2 separate regions of the Zea mays genome follow, and region 1 is linked to region 2. Evidence: chromatin contacts called from public Hi-C data. All regions are on one chromosome and are shown on one strand. The core of a region is the stretch at or near the end of the contact, and the rest is flanking DNA. Distances in the headings are between cores, read along the strand shown.

Region 1 (6,676 bases), core at 2,791-5,290, 72 kb before region 2:
CGAGGTGGAAGTCGTTCGGCAGAGGCCAGGGCGGAGTCCGAGCCCTGGGGTCGGGCGAGGCGGAGTTCATCGTCTTCCGGGGCCGAGCCCGAGTCCGAGCCCTGGGGTCGGGCGGAGCGGAGTTCGCCGTCTTCCGGGTCTTAGCCCGAGTCCGAGCCCTGGGGTCGGGCGGAGCGGAGTTCGCCGTCTTCCGGGTCTTAGCCCGAGTCCGAGCCCTGGGGTCGGGTGGAGCGGAGTTCGTCGTCTTCCGGGTCTTAGCCCGAGTCCGAGCCCTGGGGTCGGGCGGAGCGGAGTTCGCCGTCTTCCGGGTCTTAGCCCGAGTCCGAGCCCTGGGGTCGGGCGGAGCGGAGTTCTCTTTGGCACCCCTGGCGAGGCCTGGCTGCCTGTCAGACTCACTCTATCGAGTGGCACTGCAGTCGGAGTGGCGCAGGCGACGCTGTCCTTCTGTCAGACCGGTCAGTGGAGCAGCGGAGTGACGGTGGTCACTTCGGCTCTGCCGGGGGGCGCGCGTCAGGATAGAGGTGTCAGGCCACCTTTGCGTTAAATGCCCCTGCAACTGGGTCAGTCGGTGCGGCGATTTAGTCAGGGTTGCTTCTTAGCGAAGCCAAGGCCTCGGGCGAGCCGGAGATGTGTCCGCCGTTAAAAGGGGGGCCTCGGGTGAGACGGAAGTCCCTCGAGGTCGGCTGCCCGAGTCCGAGGCTAGGCTCGGGTGAAGCGTGATCGAGTCACTCGTATGGACTGATCCCTGACTTAATCGCACCCATCAGGCCTCTGCAGCTTTATGCTGATGGGGGTTACCAGCTGAGAATTAGGCGTCTTGAGGGTACCCCTAATTATGGTCCCCGACAGAAATAAAGTCGAATCCGAAAGAGAGGCGAAAACAATCACAAGCAAATAGAGCGGATGACACGGTGATTTGTTTTACCGAGGTTCGGTTCTTGCAAACCTACTCCCCGTTGAGGTGGTCACAAAGACCGGGTCTCTTTCAACCCTTTCCCTCTCTCAAACGGTCACCTAGACCGAGTGAGCTTTTCTCCTTAATCAACGGGTCACTTAGACCCCTTACAAGGACCACCACAACTTGGTGTCTCTTGAGTTTATTACAAGTTGCTTGAGAACAAGAATGGAGGAAGAAGAAAAGCGATCCAAGCGACAAGAACTCAAATGAACACAAATATCTCTCTCTCACTAGTTACTAAATGTTTGGAGTGATTGTGGACTTGGGAGAGGATTTGATCTCTTGTTTGTGTCTTGGAGTGAAGTCTAGAGCTCTTGTATTGAATGCAATGGCTGAAAACTTGGATGCCTTGAAGTGGTGGTGGTTGGGGGTATTTATAGCCCCAACCACCAAAATGGCCGTTGGGGAGGCTGTCTGTCGATGGGCGCACCGGACAGTCCGGTGCGCCACCGGACACTGTCTGGTGCGCCAGCCACGTCACCCAACCGTTAGGGTTCTGACGGTTTCGACCGTTGGAGCTCTGACAGCTGGGACCACCAGACAGTCCGGTGGTGCACCAGACAGTCACTGTTCACTGTCCGGTGCGCCTTCTGGCGCTGCTCTGACTCTGCGCGCGCTGTCCGCGCATTGTCCACGTTCACTGTTCACTTTTGCAGACGACCGTTGGCGCAGTAGCCGTTGCTCCGCATGGCACACTAGAGAGTCCGGTGCTACACCGGACAGTCCAGTGAATTATAGCAGAGTGGCTCTCCAAAAACCTGAAGCTGAGCAGTTCAGAGTTGATCTCCCTGGTGCACCGGACACTGTCCGGTGGTGCACCGGATAGTCCGGTGCGCCAGACCAGGGCAACCTTCGGTTTCTTTTGCTCCTTTCTTTTTGAACCCTATCTTGGACTTTTTATTAGTTTGTGTTTGAACCTTTGGCACCTGTAGAACTTATAATCTAGAGCAAACTAGTTAGTCCAATTATTTGTGTTGGGCAATTCAACCACCAAAATCATTTAGGAAAAGGTTTTACCCTATTTCCCTTTCATGCATGTCTTGGTAATTCATTAAAAATGGGACCGGTCGCCGTTGGCCCGGACGGTCCGTGCTCATGTGCGGATGGTCCGGACATGCGTAGATCGACGAATTTATCACCGATGTGTGGAGGAGGTTGCGGTTGCCCAGGGCATGTGTCTATCGACATCCCATAAAGGGGTTATAACTGGTCGTGACAACCTGTAGCCGATGAATTACACGTGTTTTCCCCAAATTCATCCTCGCGCGAAGGAAAATTTGCAACAGTAGATTTATCAAACGCACGTACTAGCCTCCTATAATCATTTTGCATACCCCCTATGATATTTTGCATTTGTTCTCGCTGTTCATCTACATAATTTTTAAGAGATTATAGCTCGTTTGTGTTGCTTACCTCGGGGTAGTCGTGGTAGGTCGAAGTGAAGTCAGATCCGTCGCCAGTTGTCGAACGACCTTGTTATTCCTGTCCACCTTGAAGTTGGCCAGGAACTTTGCCTTTGCCTCTTGGATCAGCTGCTCCTTGTGCTCCTCGAACTGGAGCTGTTCGTCAGCCGGCAAGGTTTCCCAAGTCGACTCTATGATATTGCTGGGGGAGACTTCAGAACTATCCCTTGAATCGGCCATTGAGGGCCGATTTGATGGGTCTATATGTGTCGTCCCCAGCGGGGTCACCAAAAAGTGTGTTGGCGCTTTTTCTGAGTGCCAATCACTGCGTGAGAACCGGCGGCGGTGCTCACTGCACAGGCGCGGACGGTCCGCGGCCAGGGGCCGGACGGTCTGCGACCTGGCGCAGGGCTTAGGGTTTCCTGCTTGACGGTCGGACGATCCGCGCCTATAGGCCGGACGGTCCGCACGTGTGCAGGGGCAGCGAAGGTCGTCGGTGGCGCCTGGATCTCGCTCCCGGGAGGGACCCCGTCGGGGAGGAGAGATCCTAGGTGTTGTCTAGGCTTGGCAGGCCGACCTAGACTCCTATCGATATAGAGTCGAAGAGAAGCGGAGAATTTGGGGATTGGAAGGCTAAACTAGAACTACTCCTAAATATACAAGAAATAAATACGAGATAAACTGGTATTGATTCGATTGATGGTGTTTAATCGGTCGTATTCCTCTGTATTTATAGAGGAGGGGGGCTGGACCCGTTACAAACATATTTTTCGAGCTAATTCTGTGAATCTAGCCAACAACTATAGCAAGAAACTCAGAATTCTAACTGGTTCTGCGCGCGCAAACCGTCCGACCCTTTATTTGATGCTCACCAGAACCCTGTCTTACCAATGTATTGAAATTGATTTATGGTGAAGATAGAAATCTAAAGTTGTAATTCTTAAAATAAAGCACTCCTAAACAGAACATTAATCTTTATAATTGATATTCGAATATTTTAGTCCGGTAACCGAACGCCCAGTAATTTGAAGAATATGGTCTTTATTTGTAGCCGGCGGCATCTCGAAAAGCTAGATCTAACTCCGAAAACAAACACGCAAAATCTACCGGAAAAATCTCCCCAGCAAAGAAGCAGACGTGGGGCCTGTCATGTACGCACGGGGCATGACTCGTGCAAGAGCAACAAGTGCTGTCGTTGCAGAGGATCCGAGCTAAAACAATCCAGCACACGGCCACTCTCGTCTCTCCTCTTCCTCCTCTTCCCTCCGTACCGCCCGCCCTTCACCTCCTCGACTCTTCTCCACCGCCCCCTCCCTCCTCGCGTCTCTCTCCCCCTTTGTCCCTGTAGAGCTCCAAATAAAACCCCACCGGTTTTCTTTTCCCGCGGCAATTACCATAAAAAGAGCTCCCAATCTCTCTCCTCTCTCCGGCCCCTCTCTCTCGTTTCTGGCAGCAGTGGTGCGGTACTACCACCGCTCTCACTCCACACACACACACCGAGTATACGGCTAAGCAGGAGAGAGAACGGGAGAGTGAGACTGAGACGGGGTCCCAAGTACAATTCTCGCCTGGTTCTTGATCGAAGGCATGATCAAGAATCACCAGAAAGTTCTAGATCTTTAGACGGCAGTCTTCCTTGGACTCCTCGGTTTCTTTTGTTCTGAGCTCTAGCCATGGAGGGTGGGGGAGGGAGTGGAATGGGTGGGTTCCCGGAAGCCACGGGTAACCTTCTCGATGCCGCAGCTCAGGAGTTCCACCCTACGGTCTGTGCCCCCTATCCTCTACAGCCGCTTCCGCAACAGCTATACTGCCCCCACCCATATCCAGCCATGCCGGTGCCTCCGCCGCCGCAAATAGCCATGTTACAGCCAGTGCCTCCGATGGCGATGGCCATGGCGCCGCAGCCGGGGTACACCTTGCCAACGACGACGCCGGTGGTCAATGGCCCGTCGAGCCGCGTCGTGGTGCTGGGCCTTGTCCCGCCGCACGCGCAGGAGGCCGACGTGGCGCAGGCGATGGCGCCATTCGGCGCGATCCGCTCGGTCGACGCGTGCGCGGTGGCGTCCGAGGGCGTGGCCACCGTCCATTTCTTCGACATCCGCGCCGCCGAGCTCGCCTTGACCTGTGTCCGCGAGCAGCACATGCGCCAGCAGAGCCGCCTCGGGCAGCTCTACGCGGCGGCCGCCGTAGCCCCGGCGTGGGCTCCTGCACCGACGCCCCAGGCCTGGGACTGGCCCCACCCCAACGACGACGGCCGCGGCCTCGTCCTCGGGCACGCCGTGTGGGCCCACTTCGCCACCGGCGCCGACGACGGCGACAACCGCGGCTCCCTGGTGGTCCTGAGCCCCCTGCCCGGCGTCTCGGTCGCTGACCTCCGCCAAGTCTTCCAGGCCTTCGGTACGCGCCACCGACCGAGCCGACCAACCAGGCATTTCGTTTTCCCACGCTCGTTTCTTGTGTTTCCCGCAGCAATTGTATTGGCCCGTCCTCGTGTTCGCAGGGGACTTGAAGGATGTGAGGGAGTCGGCGCAGCGGCCCAGCCACAAGTTCGTGGACTTCTTCGACACGCGCGACGCCGCGCGCGCGCTCGCCGAGCTCAACGGCCAGGAGCTTTTCGGCCGCCGCCTCGTCGTCGAGTTCACGCGCCCTTCCGGCCCCGGGCCCCGCAGGTAAACAACAACGCAATTTCAGTCAGCTAGCCTTCCCATCACCCTGTGGGCGGCTGAATTTTTGCCGTGTGCCTGTCGGTCCTAGGCGCGGGTACGCACCCCACCAGCACCGGCCCACCGCGCCGACTCCGCCGAGGCTTCAAGCGACGTGGCGACCGTCCCAACCGACGTCGTCTCAGCCGCCGGCATCCTCGTCGTCGTCCGGTTCCGTAAGGGCGAGGGAAGGAGTGGTGCTTCTGAGGAGGAGCTCCTGTAAGTCTAGCGCGGGCAGCGACCAGTCGTCCAAGGGAGGCAATGCCGGAACGAGCCATGAGCGCAAGACCAAGGGCGGCAAGATCGTGGTGGCGGCGGCGGCGGCATCCTCGTCGACCCCGACAGCGTCCGGGAAGCAAACCCAGAAAGGCGTCGGGAGCAGCGGCGGCGGGAGCTGGAAAGGACGAAAGAGCGGGTGGGAGGCGCGCTTCCTGTTCAAGGAGCCCGAGGCCGGCGGCGGCGCCGACACGCAAGCAACGCCGGCTTCGGAGATGGATACGAGGACCACCGTCATGATCAGGAACATACCGAACAAGTACAGGTATCCCTGCCAATCTCCACGTTTGTTGCAACAATGCTATATTTCATGGGCGACGCACAGAATTGCGATTCTGCTAGCTGATGCCCGAGGCGTTTGGGTCGCAGCCAGAAGCTGCTGCTCAACATGCTGGACAACCACTGCATCCAATCCAACGAGTGGATCGTGGCGAGCGGCGAGGAGCAGCCCTTCTCCGCCTACGATTTCGTCTACCTCCCCATAGATTTCAAGTGAGTTGCGCGCTCGGCTTCCTTCTCACATAATTGCATTTAGCTGTTCGCATTGACTTATATTTTATGGTGCCCAATGCAAGAACACACACAAGCTTCCCAGCCTGAATTCGGTTGTTTTCCTGGGAATTTGTTGCCTTGAATAATGGTTGGAGTGGGAAATGTGGGCGGGGGGGTGGGAGGCGAGGAGCTGGCTGTGGAAGCGTGAGCTTCAGGATCGAGGTATCTTATCTTTGGGTGGGTAGAGTACAGTGCAGCAGGCATAGATGGGCTATGGCGTTACTAGCCCAAATGGAAATAAATTTGGCAGCGGCAAGCAAGACCATGCCAGATCCTTCTCGTTTTGATGCCCCCCCATGGATTCTTTGGTTGCATGCGCGCATCTGCTGGCTGCTGCTGCCGCTGCCGATGGCGAGGGAGCCGGCCTGCCTTCCTTTCTCGCGGCTGCTGCCGCCCCTGGGATCGCCTCCCTGCCTGCCTTTCTTGCTTTGCACAGCCGTGCACTTCCATAACGAGGCCAACACATACAAAAGGTGCGGCACCGATGGGGTTGTAGTGTTGAGACTAGACAGTAGAGATAGACGCTTAGCTATGGAGATGGAGCTGTGAAAAAAAAAGAGTTGCATGAGTATGAAAAGGGGGAAAAAGTCAGCACTTTCGTTCTAAAGAGAAAATTTGAACTTCAGATCAAAGTAGTTTTCTATATGCAAACAAAATGTATGCTTTCAAGTTTGCTTATTTAAAGCACTTGCTTTTATATATACCGCCGGCAGCTTTTCTCTTGCACGAAGCAAGTTTGAGAAAAGACCTATCAATGCCCAATGACGAGAGGACATTAGTGGCTG
Region 2 (6,752 bases), core at 3,757-6,256:
CCTCTCCTCCCTCTCTCGACTGCTTTTAACCCATACTACTAGTTTGACCATCAATGGTGTCGGTAGCGAAAGCCACCGATGACTGTATGTAGGGACATTTTGCCCGAACCAATATAAATCTTGCGCCCTCCGCACACACCCTCTAGAGCCCGGAACACACACAATAAATTTAATTGTTGGAGCGAGGTACGGAACACAGACAATTTGTATGGGTGATATCCTCATCATCCTCCCCTCCTCTTGAATTAAAGTCATCCACGACCCAAGTGGTGGCCAAGGGGTAGTCAAGCAACCCTAGGGTGTACAAAACCTTGAGGCCCAAAAACAAGCATCACTGATTTCGGGAAGATTATGGACATCATTTTGTTACTATGGTTTCCATCAGTTCTGACGTATTTTGATGTGAGACCAATTGAGATGGAAAGGTTATCTCTTTAACTTTCCAACAATATCTAAAACGTTTAAAATAGAGTCTGTATGTGACATGTGCATCCGTTTTAGTGAGGATCACTTCTGCAGTCTGAACCAGACTCGCAGATAAATTGGAATTCAACTGCACTTTGGCTTAAGACAATTGAACCTAGACCTCATAGTTGACGTCCATATCCTCATCAACATGCTTACATCAAACTAATCTATTTTCTGGTGATAGTCTCGACTCTCAAAGGACATTTCGCTAAATATATAGGAAACAATCTTCGCTAAACATAGCAACACTTTAAAATGGTAAATCAAATTCAAGTCAACTAGTTTTGTCAAAGAAATGAGATCAACATTTTTATCTTAAAATAGTTTTGATACAAATTATAACTCCTAACTAATTTAATAATATCTATTTTATATAAAATATTAATATACTTAAACAAAAAATATTATTTTAAAACAAGATATACTACACCTAAACAAGGGAGCATTCATTTGTTTGTACAGCTCCAAAAGCTCGTACCGTACCTATACCCTATGATACTACTAGCCGTCATATCTTACTGCCCTTCTGTGTTTCTGCTATCATTCAAGTAGCGTCGTATCACCACATTTGTACAGATGCACTCTGGCTCCGGAGTCCGGACGCAAGCTACGTCACACATGCATGGAGTCATGGAGAAGCCTAGCTACCTACTCCATACGCTCTAAAATAACTACGCAGCAGGAGTACATAAATAAACTTTCAAAAAAATATCATTTTAAGTTTAACTATAAATATACTCTCTATCTCGTGATAGAAGTAGTTTTAAGCCATCTGCAGTTTTGCGTTTGGTTGTGAGAAGCATATTCTAGAATCACTACCAAACGCCGTGAGAGACAGAAAAGTCAGTTGAGACCAATTCCAGTAATTATATAGTACTCTCACCGCTGCTAAATAAATCAATTTCTACAACCCACACAAGTTAAACTATCTTATTTAAAAAAAATAGAAAAGAGGGACTATATTTATGACATAAAATAAGCATAACATAAAAATATATTCTGTTGTGTATATAATGACACTAATTTTATGTCATAAGTCTTGGCGAGTTTTTTTAGAAAATCAGCTAAAAGTTTAAAGCTAGCTTAAGACAACTCTAAAAATCTAATTGGCACCACACACCATTCCCACAACAAGGATGTTGTAAGAATCACTATTGAGAGACACTCCAACTAGACATGGTTTTAAAAGAGTTGTTCTTTATAAACATTCTATGGGGAATGAGTCACTACCGGACTCGCGTTATTTGCCGAGTGTCTAAGAAACTCGGTAAAGTCTATTTTACACTCGGCAAAGCCTTTACCGGGTGTTACACTTGGCAAACATTTTATCGGTAAAGGATTATTTGTCGAGTACTTTTTTCGGACACTCGGCAAAGGCTTTGCCGAGTGTCGAAAGAACTCGGCAAATTATGAATCATAAAAAAACCTCAAAAAATGGCAAACAACTTTTTTCATTATGGGAACAGCTCTCCAGCCACTACTCATTAGTCATTACCATACCCATCGCCCTATCATTTTCACTATTATTTTATATCAAATTTACATGTTTTATGAATGGTGAGATTCGAACTCGCAACCTCTCTCGTGCATACCCTTCTCTATCACTACACTACTACATCAATTATGTCTATATTACGTTTTCATTCCTCATGTACTATAACAAACCAAGAGCTTCTATATTACGTTTTCTTTTACCGAGAGTTTTTTGCTTAGCACTCGGCAAAAAGCTTCTTTGTCGAGTGTCCGAAAAAACACTCGGCAAAATATTTGGCACTCGGTAAAGAGCCGAATTCTGGTAGTGAGTACAAGAGCATCTCATAATAATCGGAGCCAGCCACAAACTCCAATAGATGCTTAATGATCCGGTAATCTCAAAATTTTTAGGTAATGACAACAATCACCAAGAGTAATAAAAGCGTAACTAGCTCAATCTTCTCAACTAGTGTCACAATATGTAAGAACTACAAGCAATAAACTAGGATTCCTCAAATCTCACTCAAATGATGAACAACAAATTGCAAGTGAGTAGAGTGTGTTTCTCTAATCTCAAGAGGCATTCATATAGAGGTGCTAGCCAAGATTGACTAAAGGATCTATTTATAATCACCCAAAGAAATATAATTGTTGCCTCTTGTTAGGCTGAATTCGGAGGCACTAGACATGTTTGGTGCATCGGTTGTCCTTGCATCAAACACATTTGCAACGATTATAAACTAGTTGATTACATTATGAGATGTCCGTTGCACATATAGGACATACCACCTGACATGTTCAGTGAGTGTAGGACAATGTGCAATTTACATTATTTTTAAGTGTCATATCTGGCTTGGTATCTAGTGCCACAATAGACATGTATGATGCATTATACAACTAAAAATGGTGTTTAACATGCTCTATGAGTGTCATGTCTAGTGTGGTATCTGCTGCCACAACAAATACGGTCAATGTATTATAAAGCTAAAAAGTATGTTTGACATGATCTTTAAGTGTCATATCCGGTGGACCAACTCGTACCTCATTGTACATGTCCAGTGCATCATATTTGATGGACATCAGACACCATAGTGGTCGACTTAAAATTGTGCATGTACAAGTCGACTTGGCATCCGGTGCCATGTATAATGCTCTGACTAGACATATCAGGTGCCATCTAAAAAACTGCACCGAGAGCATTTTTTTTCAACTATTCTCAAGCGGGCTAAGCCTCAAATATTTTACCATACGTACTAGAGCATAATTAGCTTTTCAAAGTATTTTCATTAAACATTTCTATTTGTTATCATGTGTCGCTCAGGCCCATATGCAATGTATATGATTTCAACCCGTAGTGGCACTAGTGACCGAGTTGTCTAATTAGATCCTCATTTTAATAGTGCGACCATCTAACCTGAATCTGATAAGCATTCTGTTACATCTTGATAGGTAAAATAAAAAGGCCCTAACTTGAACCCTTGCATTTTGATTATACCCATCCTATTTCCCTGTTGAGCACTTGATCATGCTTTGTGGATATCATTATCATTTTCATGGTTGTCAATCTTGCTCAACCTTATATTAAACTATCTCATTCATAACACTAGAGCAAAAATTGGTCTACTAGTTATTTCTATTACCAAAACCATACTTAGAGATTTCATATGGCCTCTCGTAATTCTAGTTGTCGTAGTTTCAAGAATCCAGCGAACTAGCCAAACGATTCTTAATCATGAGAGAAACATTTTTTCTAGAAATCTGAATGTGAAACACGTCTCATAATATAGTTTTTCCTAATATCTCTTTCGATTTAGTTTCTTGTGCTCTAGAACTTTTTTACTCATCGTTCCGAGTTCTCATGTCAAAGCTAAAATCACAAATAATATGGGAAGCCAGAAGTATATAGAAAATATACTGTTATGCTTTTATGTAACATGTATCGTTAAATAACTCGATAGAATATATTTTCATAATAAATATAATACAAGTATTAATAATATGTTTTCTATAGTTTTAAGTAAAAAATAGCATGCTCCCTCTGTCTAAAATTAAATGTACATCTCGTACTTTGAGAGATCAATCAATCTTAAATTTAACTAAATTTATAAGAAACAATATTATTGTTTATAATTTTTTTAAATTGAGTTACTACAAGAATTATTTATATAATTATATGTGTTAGCTTTTTCAAGCATGTGAAATGTGTATTTATTTTGAGATGAAGAGATTATAATTATTGGGGGAGGCAGGTGATGCAATGCAAAGTACAATGCGCATAACCTTTCCAATGTGCATAGACAAGAGAAAGGGTGATCGAGAGAAAGGAGGATCCAATCAAGAGAGGTGCAGCTACCAGCTGCTGCAAGAAATGACGAACACCTATGGAGAATCGATAGAAAGGATGAACAGGAGGTAGCGGACGGAACGAGCGAGGCAAGGCTTCGCCGGGACACGACGGTCAAACGCAGTGTCAACGGTAGAGTCTCCGACCACAAGCAGCCACCAGAAGATCCCATCCGTGTCTCCCAACTTGTTTCTCGTAGTTCTCCCCTCTAGCTCGTCTCGATCGCCCAGCTGTGCTGATACTACAAGTAGAAGCAAAGCAAACGCGCATGCATGCATGCGATCACGCAGCACGTGGACTCTGACAGGCGGGAGCCGCGTGAAGGAGGGCCCGCGCATCAGGACGGCCGCACTGCTGCACTGTCGTCTACCTCCCGTCTCCCGACGTGTGTTCCAACGGTGGAGAGGCAGTGTCTGTGCTTGTAGAGAGAGAGGATCGAGCTTGGCTGGCATGGAGGAGAGCGAGGGTGCAGGCTATTACCCGGTTAGAAGGGAGCTCCGGCCATGCAAAAGGGTGATGCGTGTGCGGGACGAGGCGACTGTGAGCGGCATGCAGGAAATAATTAAAAATACTCCAGAGGTCAATAAAAGAGGAGAGAGGTGATTGCGAACACGAATTACGAAGCGGAGGTGGGAGAGAGAAGGCAGGAGCATCAGAGCATGGCGGGAGGAGAGAAGAGGTGGCAACAGCAGTGCGAGCCACGTAGGACAGCAGCCACCAATGACATGGCGGTCCGCGCCGTTGACTGCCTCCGTACGACCTGCAGGAAGCCCCTCGGTGATGGCCACCTAGAAAGAGGGCTGCCTCACTGGACGCACACCTGTCAGAACTGAGAAGTGGCCCCATGCACCCACTACCTCTGATCAGGGCACCGGGTCAGTGGGTCCTTGTTTGATTGACCGTTTTAGTTTATATTTATAAAGAGTGATAGAAGAATGTGCCCACTGTTTTTATAATGTTTGATAATAGTTACGTCACTTACGTGTAAGCGTCAGAGTAATTTTTTTGGCGGTGTGATCTAAAAATCGAGAGCACGGTGTCATCTCCGCCTCATCCTACTTTGACCTCAAACGAAAAACATCTTTAGTGTGGTGGTGTGCCATATTTACCGGCTGCAAATAAAGTCGATTAGTTTTCAACTGCACTGCGAATAGGGCTGGAAAAAAGTCAGGGCTCGCGTGCTGAATCGAGCTTGATAGGATCGGAGCCTGATCGAGCCCGAGCCGAGCCTATTTTTGTGGCTCGCTCAAACAACAAGCTGAGTCGAAATGAGTCTGAGTCGGCCTATTGATACGGTGTTATGTTTTACAGAAACATTATTGGGTAAAGAAGAGTAATCAAGGGCACAACTTGCCTTCAACGAGCTCCTACTCAGTATTTTTCACCTGCTATGCTTCGGGCTCCTCGGTCACTTGCCCGTCTACTCGCAACAATATAAACAAGCAATGTGCATAGGAGAAATTAAGATCACATAAAACATGAGAACAACTGCGTAATAATGTTCTACGTGTTTCTACGAGATCGTAGGTTCGAGAACGACTAAAATCGAAGTTACAATGACAGAGTTATAGATTAAAACACTATTTTCAAGCGCAATAAATCTAATAGATATAGGTCATACAATATCTAAATATAAAGATATGTGATAAGGTATAAATTATGTTGTTACTGTGTAGCCAATATTCTTATAAAGCTAACGCAATTGGAACGGAAGCAAACAGAGTTAAAACACCCAAGTTATGAATTAACTAAGTTTTAAAGTTGTGTTTGTACTCGCAAATCAATTTTAGAACAAATTATATGATTATTTATTAATTCCTAGACCACAGGTACGATTGTCTAAGAGCACAGGGTTAGTCTTACAAAAACTTGGGCCCGCTGGCAAGCTTCTTAGGCTTTAGGTGGACTGCGGGTTGATTTCTAAAATAGGCAGAGACTCTTTAGTAAATTGTACTAGACAAAGCGGTATGGGAAATTTCTAGCCGTCGGATCATCAGCCAGAGGTCAGGATTAAACTTGCCCTCTCCCGAATCGGTACGCAATATAGGCCCTACGATCACAGATCGACATCCATGATTCGTAATACCGGAATTTAATCTTACACGTACACTCGTCGATCAATGACCGAAATAGCCCCGGACTGAACCGGTACCCTCTTCTAATCCGAGCCATTTAATCAATATCGGACGATAACTGTACGTCTTCCTCGCTTGGTCACCCAAAGCGGCGACGCCCAATGGCCCCCTAGCGGCGATCACGCCGGCGGCAACCGACCTGGGCATCAAAGTTGCACTAGAGGGACTATCGGCTCTATGCCCTGCCCTCACATGTCCAACTTCATTCATGACCACACACGACACCGAATAGCGTACCCACACCCGACCACGACAAGTAATTGCGCCGCTGCACAACCCAACTCCGGTGAGAAATCTTGAGTGCCCTACGCCCCAACCCGAGCCAAAACTCG

What was found. Hi-C and Micro-C count contacts between places; a contact is called where the count stands out from the background.
Region 1: a contact with region 2 is called in a Hi-C map of tassel, with 2.2 times the contacts expected there. The contact joins the promoter of LOC541683 here to the enhancer-like site in region 2. A contact is called at or near these places in 7 of 25 Hi-C or Micro-C datasets (ear, endosperm, leaf and 2 more) and 1 of 3 datasets of contacts at active chromatin or transcription factors (leaf).

What each region holds. Positions count from the first base shown.
Region 1 is chr3:169,869,237-169,875,912 of Zm-B73-REFERENCE-NAM-5.0, reverse strand. It overlaps LOC541683 (terminal ear1), which reads left to right and starts at 4,040. Exons shown (of 6, transcript NM_001111433.1): 1 at 4,040-4,758; 2 at 4,862-5,030; 3 at 5,116-5,604; 4 at 5,709-5,831. The coding sequence starts at 4,059.
Region 2 is chr3:169,798,580-169,805,331 of Zm-B73-REFERENCE-NAM-5.0, reverse strand. No RefSeq gene overlaps it. Among protein-coding and RNA genes, the nearest start is that of LOC541683, 70 kb to the left of the region's middle. Within about 2 kb of position 5,006, at least 14 of the 20 cell types and tissues checked have an H3K27ac peak or open chromatin away from gene starts, as enhancers often do. A contact at or near this core is called in ear, leaf, seedling and 1 more, where this site is marked.